Linked DNA regions of Sus scrofa: region 1 is linked to region 2. The links are chromatin contacts, called in public HiChIP or PLAC-seq maps. All regions are on one chromosome and are shown on one strand. The core of a region is the stretch at or near the end of the contact, and the rest is flanking DNA. Distances in the headings are between cores, read along the strand shown.

What was found. HiChIP or PLAC-seq counts read pairs in DNA pulled down with a chosen protein or histone mark.
Region 1: an H3K27ac HiChIP or PLAC-seq map of alveolar macrophages shows a contact between it and region 2. The contact joins two enhancer-like sites. A contact is called at or near these places in 1 of 5 promoter capture datasets (fetal liver), 11 of 47 Hi-C or Micro-C datasets (alveolar macrophages, blood, epiblast stem cells and 6 more) and 1 of 2 datasets of contacts at active chromatin or transcription factors (alveolar macrophages).

What each region holds. Positions count from the first base shown.
Region 1 is chr1:29,271,705-29,278,170 of Sscrofa11.1, reverse strand. All of the region lies in intron 2 of LOC110260031 (a long non-coding RNA gene), which reads right to left. Among named protein-coding and RNA genes, the nearest start is that of ALDH8A1, 210 kb to the right of the region's middle. Within about 2 kb of position 2,765, at least 16 of the 83 cell types and tissues checked have an H3K27ac peak or open chromatin away from gene starts, as enhancers often do. A contact at or near this core is called in alveolar macrophages and liver, where this site is marked.
Region 2 is chr1:29,146,716-29,153,462 of Sscrofa11.1, reverse strand. No RefSeq gene overlaps it. Among named protein-coding and RNA genes, the nearest start is that of ALDH8A1, 89 kb to the right of the region's middle. Within about 2 kb of position 1,267, at least 18 of the 83 cell types and tissues checked have an H3K27ac peak or open chromatin away from gene starts, as enhancers often do. A contact at or near this core is called in alveolar macrophages and liver, where this site is marked.

The sequences.
Region 1 (6,466 bases), core at 1,516-4,015, 120 kb before region 2:
AGGCAATGTCTATGGCTTATTCATTTTGGTATTTCCTGAGTACAAGGAGTACTGTCTACACATAGTGGATGGTCCGTTTCCTGAATTAAAGTCACAGAAGCCAAGAACTGAAGAACCAAATATTGTTGCTTCTCATACATATACATTTTAGTGCAAAATTCTTCCGTAAGAAAAGTTTTGAAGGACTATTTATTTATAAATGTTGCCTCTCTTTCCCCCTTATTTTCCACAGTTGTTTTACTTTCATGTAAACTTCCTAGGATTACCCCTCCCTGACATACCATGAACAAGTAGGAAAAAATTCAACAAATCTTATTTGCAATTTTTTTCCAGTAGAAAGATTAAAAGCTAACTCAGGAACCCGGGGGAAACAGTAAAGAGTTTTCTTAAAGCACCATATGTTGCAATTACAGGAAGGACATAATCCTTTCTGATTTACCTTTACCCCATTTCTTTCTCTTCCTTAAAATTCAGGATTAGGTGCATTTTAAGAACTTAAAAACTATTTCAAAGTGTCAGGAGCAATCATTGATAATACCTCCTTACCCCCTTGTTTCAGACCGAATCCTAATTAAGTAAGGCTTGTCAGTAGGGTCTGAAGAGTAAAGGCAATTTATTCCGCCTGCTTAATATTAAACCATATCCCAGTATAGATTTGATGATGGAGAATCATGAGGTAAAGTTAGTTCACTCCATAAATACCTTCTAGTGGTAGAATGCCTGTCACTTTACTCATTTCCTTAATCATAGTTGGTGATTATGCCAACCCGTTCATTTGGATAACTAAGGGAGCTTAACTCTTAAACCCTCGGTACACCAAAAAAGGAGATAAGTAGGTAGTACCAAATTGCCTCTTGCTGTTATTTTCCAGACAGGTAAATAGACCCAAAGGTCAAATTCTCATGCATGTCTGTGAAAGAACCACAGAGGATAAAGCTAATGGATGTCCAGTCTTGTTTTAGCCCCTCTTGCCTGATCAACATAGTCAGCTGAAAACCCCTGACTTGTTTGAACAGAGATGTATGAATTAACATGTGTTGGATTCAATTAGAAATAATCCTGGAGGAGATCCTATATAACAGCTGTTTAGATTTAGCAGTACAATAAGTAATTTTTTTTTTCTTTATAAAGAGTAAATGGATACTGGTTCTTTAAAGGCAAAAATCTGCTAATTCTTCTGCTGGTAAAAGGACATTGGTGGTATGCTACTATCTACAAATAAACAAGCAATCCTCTCAGACTAAACCCAGGTCACCCACATACACTAACATCTTCTATCATTATTGGTCTCTGGGGACACGATGGATGTTCTCAGTGTTTTCCGGTCCATTCTTCTCTTTAGGACACAGGTCAGGACAGCACAACCTCAAGGCTAGGATTTGGGATGAATGTTTATACTGCTGTTCCCAGTTCCCATTAAAAGAATTACGATGACATTGCAATCTGAATACGTCTGGAAAAGGCCTAAGGGGTGACGCCTTTATTCTAAAAAAGAACCAGTAGCTAAAGCAGGACAGGATAAAGAGTGCCTAGTTCAGAAAATCTGGCCAAGTGAGTGCATTCCATACAAAACAAATTCTATCTGTTGTCTGCCAAGAAAAAACAAATGCAGGAACAGTTTTATATGCAAAGTTTCAATAAAGATACATGGACTCTGGATTAGTTAATTATTATATGGCTCTTTAGTACCTTAAAAGGTAAATTTAAAGCAAGTGTTGATTTGCATATTTTGAGGACAGAAAGGCCCAGATCCGGGCTAGGAAACTGCCAGGCTAGAAATGGTTCTTGGCAGAATTCCATCTGGCCATTGATGGATTTTCTAAAATTAAGTGTTCTTTGCTTCTATCCCTAATTATTTGGATGAATCAAATTTGAGAGAAAACAAGCCATGTCATCTGAGACTTCATAATACTGGGTGTAGTCAGACATGTAATTTATGACAGAAAGTACATCTCTTCAACTTCCATAAAAAGGACAAACTGAAGTCAGGCCAAAGTAATTTGAAATTTTAAGCGTGTCTCTTGGTCTGTGTGCCCCAGGGTAAGGAACTTACACTCAGTCTCAGTCTTCTTATTTATAAAATGGGAATATTAGTACTTGTTTGCTGTTCTAAATAAGATGAAATATGTCATCAACTCGACACACAAGCTGTAGACATCCCCAAAGTGGCAGCTATTATCAGAAGTCCTGGGGAAAAGCAGTATTATTTATGTAACGGATATGTTAAAACTTAAAACTCTTTGAGCTTTAGTTCTAATATACTGCCTTGTATATCCTTTGCAGAGGCTGTCAGACCTTGTATCTGGCAGGCACTACATAAATATTTGTTGATTTGTTCGTGTATTTTCTTCAAAACAAAGAAGTTATGCCAGCTATCCTCCCAGAGCTTCCATTTCCCATGCTTTATTTATTAATCGCACCGATGTCTTTAGAAGTCATTTGCCACTAAATGGCAGAGTGCAAAATAACAACAAAATCATTTCTGACTGCAGAATAACAAGTGAGCCTCAACAGACAATAGAAGACTCTAAAGCAGGCCAGACTGTCTCAGGAAGGCTGGTCATAGCTGTCTGTGATACTGTGTTGAGAAGGAAAGTTAGGTAAGGGAAAGAGGGCACAGTGAATGGCTATGTCTATGATGGGGCATGGTGGACAATGTGAGCTGTTCTCAAGTTCAACTCTAAGGAAGTCAAGCAGAGCCAGGACTAGAACCAAGGTCATCAGATTTGGACAGCAACAGCTGAGATCATGAGTCACCGTCCACAGTATGCTAAGCTCTCTGCCACGCAGCCTCCAGCTGGAAGCTCTGACAAGTTCCATCACCCCTCCTGATCTGTTTTCCCATCTAATTAATTGAGAGGGTTGGACATAGATGAACTCCCAGGTCCTTTTCAGTATTCATAGCGCATGTCTATATCTTCTATCTAGTACTACCTGGCTCTCCAAATTATAAGACCTTTTCTTTTTTTATAATGCCTTAGAGTTTACCAAAAGCTTTTGAAGTTACCATTCCATTTGACCTTCACAACTGCTTTCTAAATCATGCATTTTCACCCTGAGATTTTACAGATGAAGGAACTAAACCTCTGAGAGATCAAGAAAGTCAGCCAAGGGCACAAGATTTGCTAGCAGTGGAATTATACACACACTCAGGCCTCAAAATAAGCTCAGGGGGGTAGTATTAAAAGCACAAGTACATCCTACTCAGGGAAGTATATTCAGTCTCTTATGATAGAACATCATTTAAGGCAATATGAGTAAAATAATGGATATATGCATATGACTGGGTCACTTTGCTGTATAGCAGAATTGACACAACATTGTAAATCAGCTATACTTTAATAAAAAAAATTTTAAAAGAAAAAAGTACAAGTACATAATGCACAAGAAAAAGGTGTAAGTAAGACAGAAAGTGTTGAGGGAAGGGGAGGCAAAAATACAGGGAAGGTTGAAATAAAAGGCTAAAGGCCAGAAGCGCTGGTACAAATTGCCAAGGGCAGGTAAAGACATTTTTAAAAACAAAGAAAATGTGGGCCTACTGCTTGGCAGATGGCATAAAATTAACAGCCAAGAAAAGATTAAACTAATTCTCTCCTATTTTGTTCCTGCCTTAGATATGAGTGTCTTTAAACAGGAAAGCATGGAACATAATAAGGCTTTGAGATCAAAATGGTGAAGGAAATAATCAATGCATTTAAAAATCTGCCCTGCTTATCCAGAGCCAAGTTCCCAGGCTCAGCAATTTTCTGAAAGGGTCCACATTTTGATTGAAAGGCCAATTTCTATCATTTCGGTATCTATAAAAACTAAAAAAATGTTGGAAACCTAGAGATGGGCAAATGTCACAAAATTTTAAAAAGGCAGTTCCCAGAAATTGCTGATGAGTATTTGACATCTATCCTTAACAAAGTCCTACAAAGGTAACTTGTTTAAATAGATGACATGTAGAACTTACAAAAAGAAGTGAAAACCGAGAGAGCTCCCATAAGTTGACCAAGAAGAAAGTGTCAAGGTCAATTAGCCTCATGATGAAGTTATTAATGTATCAGTTAAGAAATGCTATAAATGTGGTATATATTCACTTCTAAAGATACTTGGCAACTTTTTCTTTAGTATCATCATAGAATCAGCTACATTCTAGTGCAGTTAGTGAATTCATAATAAACTGAATAATTTAAAGATAATTGATTAATATTGATTAATCACATTTGCATAACTCAAGACAGAGAAGGATAGATAATATGTCAAAAGAAATCAAGATTCGTAGCTACATTATGTGCAGTTAGTGAATTCATAATAAATTGAATAATTTAAAGAGAATTGATTAATATAGATTAATCACATTTGCAAAACTCAAGACAGAGAAGGATAGATAATATGTCAAAAGAAATCAAGATTCGTAGTTCCCACTGTGACGAAGTGGGTTAATGACCTGGCTTGTCTCTGTATGGGCGCTGGTTCCATCGTCTGCCCAACACAATGGGTTAAGTATCCCGAGTTACTGCAGTTGTGGTGTGGGTCACAGCTGTGGCTCAGATTCAACTCCTGGCAAAGGAACTTCCATATACTGCAAGTGTGGTCGCAAAAGAAAAAAAAAGAGAGAGATCAAGGTTTTAAAAAGATCTCAAAATGCTGAAACTACAGGTTTAACTATTAAAAAGAATCAATGAAAAGGTACACATTGGTTCTAAAAAACAACCTGGAGGGACCTGCTGGCTGCTTTGAGAAATTTGAAAATTTCTTGTGAGGTAAGGACCTCATGACCTTTGGTCCTAAAGTCTTTGATCGTATCATGTGTAACTGCATGCCTATGCACAGGAGGCACCAGTGCTGAGAGCTACAAGGTCCACCTTCTGTGAGGGCCCACCAAGTCAGACTCTGTACTCTCAAAGCAGGATTAAGGAGAGATCCAGCAGTAAATTCACTGTCATGTAGTTCTGACAGTGAAACGGAAGCAGGAAGACCGTGATAGTAGTGGGTCTTTGTCCCACGATAAATGTTTATGATGGGCTGTGGTCTTGGTTAGAAAATATGTCACATTCCTAGCTGAGAAAAAAGATCTTTTTAATGAAAGAATGAATGAACAAACAAATAAATGACTGAGGACAGAGGACAGGTTTCTAGCCTTTCCCCTTCTTCCTGATGTGTTAGTAAAAAATCAGGGCTGATAAAAGAATACCCATATTTTCTTTTATAAAAAAAAATACCCATAATCTTCCAGAAACCTAGATTTAATTCAGGTTCCCCTCATTTTTGAACTCTTAAATGTTGCCCTTTGACACTCTGGCCCTCTGGATCTTGACCTGATAGTCTGTGTTTTTATTTATATTGGTTCTGTTTTTGAGAAATCCAATGCAAATAAAAATTCCTATATATAGTACTTAGTGCCCTCCTGAAAATCTCCTGTGGGGACACATTCTCTGTTGACAGGCTTGTGGGAGGAAAGGGCAGCCAGTGAAGCACTGATGCTGAGCGCAGGAGGCTCTGGAAGGCTGGGTGGAAACAAAACATGTTCCAGGTCAGAGTTCTATAATCCATACGGCAGAAGAAAAGCAGGAGGGGGCCTGCAGATTCACAAAAGGAAGGGAGAATTCAGGACCTTGCCCTTACAAAGAGCAAATCATATATTTTATTTCATTAGAGCATAGCAACTGAATTTTTTCCTCCAATAGAGAAATTTGACCAAAATATCCCCAAGGAAAATACACAGTCGGGGAAAACCATATGACTATAGATGAGGCTTCATCTTCCTCTAGGATGAGAACTGAAAGTTTAAACACTTTTACACATTTGTTTCCAAGACTCTCCTCTGTATGGCTGTTTCAGAGGCCATGGACCTGTCATCCAAGACCCTGAGGAAATAGCCACACAGACATGCATACCACAAACATTCTGCTTCTAACTGTCTGTAGATTTGATTTACTTTTAAGTATCTTATAACAATTTGATTTCATGTTCCCAAATATTCAAATTTCAGGATATAATTAACAATGCTGTGCCGTACATATGGCCATAATAAATAAATCTTTAATTTTAAAAAAAAAGGAGTTATAGGGAAATCTGGAATTATGTTTGTTTTGGAAAAAGATCAATTTTCCAATTCAACAAAGATTTCTCCAGGACCTCTGTAAAAGCTGCTAACAACGTCCACAAAGTATGCAAAGGAGAGGACAGAGTCCGTGCCCTAGAAATGCAAACGCACAGGTAAGGCTGGGATTTCCTCCGCTACTGATAACAGATGCAACGTGGATGACTCCAAGAGCGGTGTTTCAATTAATTCTTGTGTCAGGTTCTGCAAAACTAGGACTATGGTCCTCATTTTAAAGAAGAGGAGACTGAAACTCAGCAAGGTAACATATCTGAGCCACACAATCCAACAGACATAATCACAGTCAGCTCCCACCTGCCGGCCACCAGAATCCATGCTTTTCCCTTTTATACCCTGTGCGCCCCTGAGAACTACAAT
Region 2 (6,747 bases), core at 18-2,517:
CAGTACATTCAGGAGTCATTGCATGCTTGTCCTTTTTTCTTAAATACCTACTAAAAACTGTCTTCATGAAGCTGTATAAAGAAAATGGAAGAACAAAATTGAAGTCCATCCTCTTTTTCAGGCAGAAATAGATATCACTGCCATCTATAAGACATGGAATAAAACATCTGAGTTTTCAAACCTTATTTCTTTTTCCCTTATTTTTGCCCATTTTCTTTCACAGTCAGCAACTCTTGTCCTACTAGGATACTATTTTAACCGTGGTATGTAGGTTAAGGATATGCTGTTTTGTTTACAGGAGATAAATTGTTGTTACGATTACTATAGGAAGCAGCAGACCAATGACCTTGAGGACTCACCAGGAAAAGCAGCCCTTCTGTGCGTGAAAATGACGGGGGCTCCAGGAAGGATAAGCACGAGGCAGAGACCTGGAGTTGGGGGACTTCCTCTGGAGTTGGGGACTTCCTCTGGAGTTGGGGGGAAGGGATAGACACAGTTACAGCATTCAACCCAGCACCATATTCTTGCCTTAGAGTTTAAGCCCCACCTAACTGAACCCATCTGAGCCAAACACAGAGCAAAGCACTGTTTGTAGAATCCTGTCCCAAGAGTAGGCGAGAAAAGTAGCTCAAACCCAGTAGAGAGGTGTTCCATGCCATTCATTTTATTCAGTGGTCAAGTACGTTTTGATAGAGCTTCAAAACCTACATGTGATATCAAATAGCCTGCATAAGAGAATGCAAGGCAGAACAGCCCTGGAGCACAAGTCGTAGTTGCGGAACTATGGCCCCTAAAAGGGGGTGGCGATGGGCAAGATATGATTCTACCCCGCCCCCCCAGAGAAGCTTATGCTTAGATATTAGATATGAAAACTAAAGGACAGAAACGCGCACCCTCTAAGATTCTTTCTAGCTCCACAGTTCTTTGAGGGCAGAAATAAGATTTAACGTGAGAAATGTTTAGGCCCAGAAGGGATACCAGTCCACACAGGTGTGCCATGGTGTACAGAGTTTATGTATCTAAATGAGATTTTGTTAAATAAAAATTGATATGTTTGTACAAAGTGTTTATTCACATAAAAGGCGTCACTGAGGTTTGAATTAAAAAAAAAAAAAAGAAATTTAAAAAGTAATTGGAGAGACCTTAGAAATGACCCAGTCCAGGATTTTGTTTGTTGGTTTGTTTTACAAATGAAAGATCCCTCCAGCCTCAGAGGTCCGTTCCTTCCAGGCCTCGTTCTGCAGAGAGCAGAGCTGGAAGCAGATCCTAGGCCCTGAGGCTGACACTCCTGCCTCTGTGGAGTGGGGCCACCCTGGTGACATCCTATCTGCCTAATGAGGAAACAGCGTCATCTAGTGGCAATTTATCAGAATTTTCTAGGGGAGCTGTGCTTCAGCTCATCCAAGGGGATGAAAAACGTCCCACTTGCCCATCTCTGCTGTTCCAGATCTCCCAAGACTATATCTCTGGATCCTTTTCTTCTCTGAGTTTTCCAAAACCCAGCATTTCCCCGTGGAACTCTCTCCCCTAACTCCTTTGCCCACTAGCATTTTTCTCCTCTTAAGCCAAAATTTCAACACAGCCATCAAGAATCATCCACCACTGGAGTTCCTGTTGTGGCTCAGTGGTAATGAACCTGACTAGTACCCATAAGGATGTGGGTTTGATCCATGGCCTTGCTCAGTGGGTTAAGGATCCCATGTTGCTGTGGCTGGGGCATAGGCTGCAACTCTGACTCGACCCCTAGTCTGGGAACTTCCAAATGCCAAGGGTACGGCCCTAAAAATCAAAAAGAAAAAAAAAAAAAATCCACCTCAAGGACGATACCCATCATGGCTGTTTTCCTTTGAGTGTTTCTTGATTTGAGTTTTCAGCAAAATAACACTCTTAACCATGATTGGGGGCTTTTGCCAATTGATGTGTTTAATCAAAGAAATATGCTTTCTTGTGAAGATCCAGACTACGCTTTTCATTCAGCCTTGCTGATATAACCCTTGTATTTCCCCACCTACCAACAAACCAGGACACTTTTGTTGCCTTTGAAATAATTCTGGGTGTTTCCCAAGACAGTTCTGTGAACAAGCATGTGAGCTAATTTCAGACAGGTACATCTATTCACTCATCATTGGTGTTCTCAACCATTTACTAATCTCTTAGTTCCCCTGCCCTTAGGATCCTAATTTTGGAGTTAGAAAACAAAATACATCAACAAACAATTTTCTTATATGACGAGTGCTCTATTACAAGTAAGCTCAAAGGGAAGGGGAAAAATCATTTTGCTTAGATTACAAAAAGCTGCTCAAAAAATAGAAAACATTGGACTTAAGTTTTGAAGGTAGGTAGGTCTTTGGTTTGTAAAGAGAGGTGGGAATGGCATGATTGGCAGGGGGAACAGCAAGAACAAGTGTCCAGAGTCAAGAAAGTACATGGTTTGATAAAGAATAGCAAATAGTCTACTGTATTCACCAAAAGAAAGAGCCCAAGAAAGCAAATGGGAAGAGCTGCCAAAAGGCAGTTAGGAATTAGAATACAGGAGTTACTGTCAAGGCTCAGCAGTAATGAACCTGACTATTATCCACAAAGACACAGGATAGATCCCTAGGCTTGCTCAATGAGTTAAGGATCTTGCCATGAGCTTCTGCATAGGTTGTAGACATGCCTAGTATTTGGAGTTGCTGTGGATGTCGTGTAGGCTGGCAGCTATAGCGCAGATTCTGCCCCTAGCCTGGGAACTACCATATGCCTAAAAGAAAAAAAAGAAAAAAATTAAAAAAAATAATAATTAGAATACCTACCAAAATCTTGCTTCAAAAGACAATCCTGCAAGTCCTGCTATTGTTTCTTTTTAACTACCTTCATTCAAGCATCAGGTCTCCTTTTTCCATGCTTTTGCAAAGACAATGCGAAGATCCTTAGATGCCATCCTGGAGAACCTGGAATTTATATACAATAAGATACCATTGTAGTCTGTGCTACAACAAAAGACTATGTTTTGAGATCTCCAGGAAATAAAGTACTTTATTCATTCCAGCCATTTTGAAGTTTGTTTGTTTTTTGGTTTTTGGTTTTTTTCATTAAAAAAAACACCCTCATTGAGCAGCTGGTGGAACAGAGGCCCTGCACATGAATTATTGGCCAGCGTTGGAGCAAGAACTCAGACCTGTTGGCTCCCAATCCATTTCTTTGTAACAAAGATAGCTAAGAGCATGAAATATTTATCAGAAAGATAAAATAATTTTAAATTAGAAACTTTCTGGGTTTTCTTCCAATTTTGTTCCCATATAAATTCTCTGAAAGTACATTTAAATATTCACAATCATCCTTTTTAATCATCTCATTCTCATTCAACACGAGCCTGCTTTATAAATGAGAAAATAATTTGATAGGCATTCTATTTAAAAGCACTCATAAAAGAAATAGGCAGAAACTTTTCAGACTAAAAGACGTGATAAAAGAATAAGGCAAATGTAATCCACCACAGGCTGAAGAACAAAGGAGTAAGAAAGGTCACCTTCAGCATCGGAAAGGTACAGTTGTGTAAAGATTTCTAGAAAAGGCTGTTTCCATTGGCTTTGTAAAGACATCAGTCCCATTGGTGACAGAGGAAAAGATAATCCACGGGTAGGTGTCATTAAAAGACAATCTTGGCAACCAGTTCTAACCTGATGAGTTAGAGGCCAATGTTTCTTTTTAAAAATGTTCTGCTTCTGAACGTGGGTCAATGTTTTCTGTTTCTGCTTTGCTAAACAAGTAAAGAATCTACCTACAAAAATCATGCTTCAAAAGACAATCCCGTGAGGCCTGCTATTATTTCTGTTTTTAACTACCTTCATCCAAGCATCAGGTCTTAAAAACTCTATTCCTTTTTCCATGCTTTTGCAAAGACAATACACGGTATGTGTCTGAGCTGGCATCTCTCTCCAAATCAATGCCAGACATTTCGCATAGAGCTACAAGCCAATATCATATGATATAGTGCTTTGGCCAAGGCAGTTACCATAGTGTTTTATGTGGAGGCTGACACTCCATTCATCAAGTGAATACTCCACGGGATGGAGAACAAAATGGACAGTCATGCTTCTGAAACTGCCAGACCACAAAGAGTAATTAGACTTACTCAGCTTCTCCTTGGCCCAGCTCAACAGTTAGCGCATAGATTCAGGTGCATCATTTCTGCATTTGCCTCCCAGAAAAGTGGTTGTGGACAGGCCCCAGGGAGGTGGGAATGACCCAGGGCCCGCTGCCTCCTCAGCTTCCCACGCTCTTGCAACTGGCTCCCTTGACACTCCGCTCTGCTCAGAGCTGCCTCCAAGGCTTGGAACTTTCCGAAGCCAGATTATGCAGCTGACAGCCTGGGGCCATGTTGGCTCACCTCTGCCGGTTGTAAAAGTCATATGACCATCAAAGCCTCAGCAGGAGAATTTCTTCTCCATACCTGGCCTTCCGAAAGGGGATGTCTGTTTGTGGTTATCACTGCCTAACAAATAAGAAATGAAAACTCTAAGCGTTCAAGAAAGAGGTTGGAACTGAGTGGATTGAGACTCTGTGTCTGTTGAGAGCCCTGGGCAAACTACAACCTGAGCCTCTAGACCTCAAGGGGTCTTTTCTACTTAGCAACGGCCACATCCAGACAAGGTGCATGCCATTGCTAAGCAGAAGCGTTCACATTCACTGGGGTCACCTTTTGTGAGAAGCATGCATAGGGAATGAGCTCAACTGAACAACTGACCTCTGTAAAAAAATGAGACATAATGTGATATAAAAAAATGAGACCCACAATGGCTGCCTACCTTGAGCCCCGCATTGTACTATGGAAGGATCCAGGTCCTGCTCCTGTGGAATTTACAGGGGATGCAGAGCAAAGAGAGCAGGTCTGCTCTTGCATCCAAATCAGGCAGGGCCTCCCGGAAGAACTGGTCTTTATGCAGAGATAAGAGAAAGGGATAGAGGAAATCAGGGTCCTTAAGGCGTAGCAACAAAGGGCTAAATTTCAGAAAGGATTGGCTGTTTTTGATTGACCTAGGCCGGACTGCCATTCTAGAACAGATGACATTTTGTCTTTCTGCTATCATATAGCCTGCTTAACTTTACAAAATATGGCCCCAAAACTCTCCTCAAGTCTGACAAGTACATTTCTCAGGGGCAGCGTGGAAGGGGGATTGTACTATCTCAGGTATCTATCTGTAAACACTGGCTCCCCACCAGATGTCATTAAAAAGTTTCATGGGAACACAGCCACCCCTTCCACTGACACATTCTCCAATGGCTTCTCTTCCTCTCCAGCATCAGAATGGAATAGTTACAAGAGAGAACGTAAGGCCCCTAAAGCCTAAAATATTTACCACCTGGCTCTTTATAGAAAAATTTGCCAATGCCTGCGATGACTGACGGACACTGTGTGAGCCAAGTTTGTGAAATTTTATTCAGGGATCCCCAAGCAGACCATGGCCCTACCGCCTGGAGATCACATGCCAAACATGAACTTAAGACAGCCAAGAACAAGCAGCCCCAGAGAGTCACACATTGGCTCTAAGACACGGAGAGCCTGATGAATCCCCTCTGTGAACTGGCATCTACATAGTGTGGATGCCTCACTGTCAACCTCGGAAGAGTATATTCCACTCAGCAGAAAAGCAGGCCATAGCACCAATGTGATTTCACAATACCCTCTGGACAAAGGATCAATTTTTCTTCCTTTACAACGGGAAATGCTTTCCTACGAGGGACACACAACTGGAATCACTGGCACAATGACTTCAGAGAGGGTGGAAGCTGACTGGAGACAGAAGCATCACTGATGATGGAAGGTGGGGGTGTGACAAGACACCTGGGTCATCAGAGGGATCAGAGAGAAGCCTGGGCAGCTCATGATAAAACTCTGTGACCTAGTCTTCCCGCAGACCACTGGTTTCCTCCAGTAGGAGGGAGCAGGGTCCCTGCCAGTCAGGAGGTAGGAAGCAATCTGATTGACCTGACTTTGGTTGATGACACCATCCAGGTCTCACACTTTGGTGCAATGGGACACACTGCTTTCTGAGTCTAAGAACTAGGGTATGACCAGAGCAGGAGCCAAGAGGGTGAGGGAACTACTAAGGGCTAAGCAATGAAAAAAGGACACCTTCCCTGGCCAAGGCTGGCTACCCACCATGGCAAGAGGCCCCTACTGTGGGTATTAGAAAGCTGTGGACACTTACAGTCAGCAAGAAAATCCCCCCTGGGAGTGAAGGAACAGCGAATCACTGTGCCTGCCGTGGGCGGAAAAGAGGTTGAGTTTCCATTGTGGCTCAGCAGGTTAAGTCCCGCACATAGTGCCGGTGAGGATGTGCCTTGCTCAGTGGGCTAAGGATTTGGCATTGCCACAAGCTGCAGTATAGGTCACAGATATGACTTGGATCCTGTGTTGCTGTGGCTGTGAGGTAGGTCTACAGCTGCTGCTCCATTTCAACCTCTGGCCCAAGAACTTCCATATGCCACAGATGTGTCTATAAAAACAAACAAACAAACAGGAAGTCGAGGTGGAGCTTTTATTCACAAAATGTAATCTTTGGAAAGGCTGGGAAATTCAAGGGGCCACTCTTTGCAAATTTTCAGGTTTTCCCAGGGCTTTTGTTGCAGTCCTAACTTGCATTCTGTTTCTATTTCAAGGCTTCAAGCCATGGCCATGTACCCATGCACCCCCTGATGGAGCCTATGGATGATGTTGTTGGCCTTCTCTTGCCAGGTTGAGCCATGGCATTGTGTGGTCCT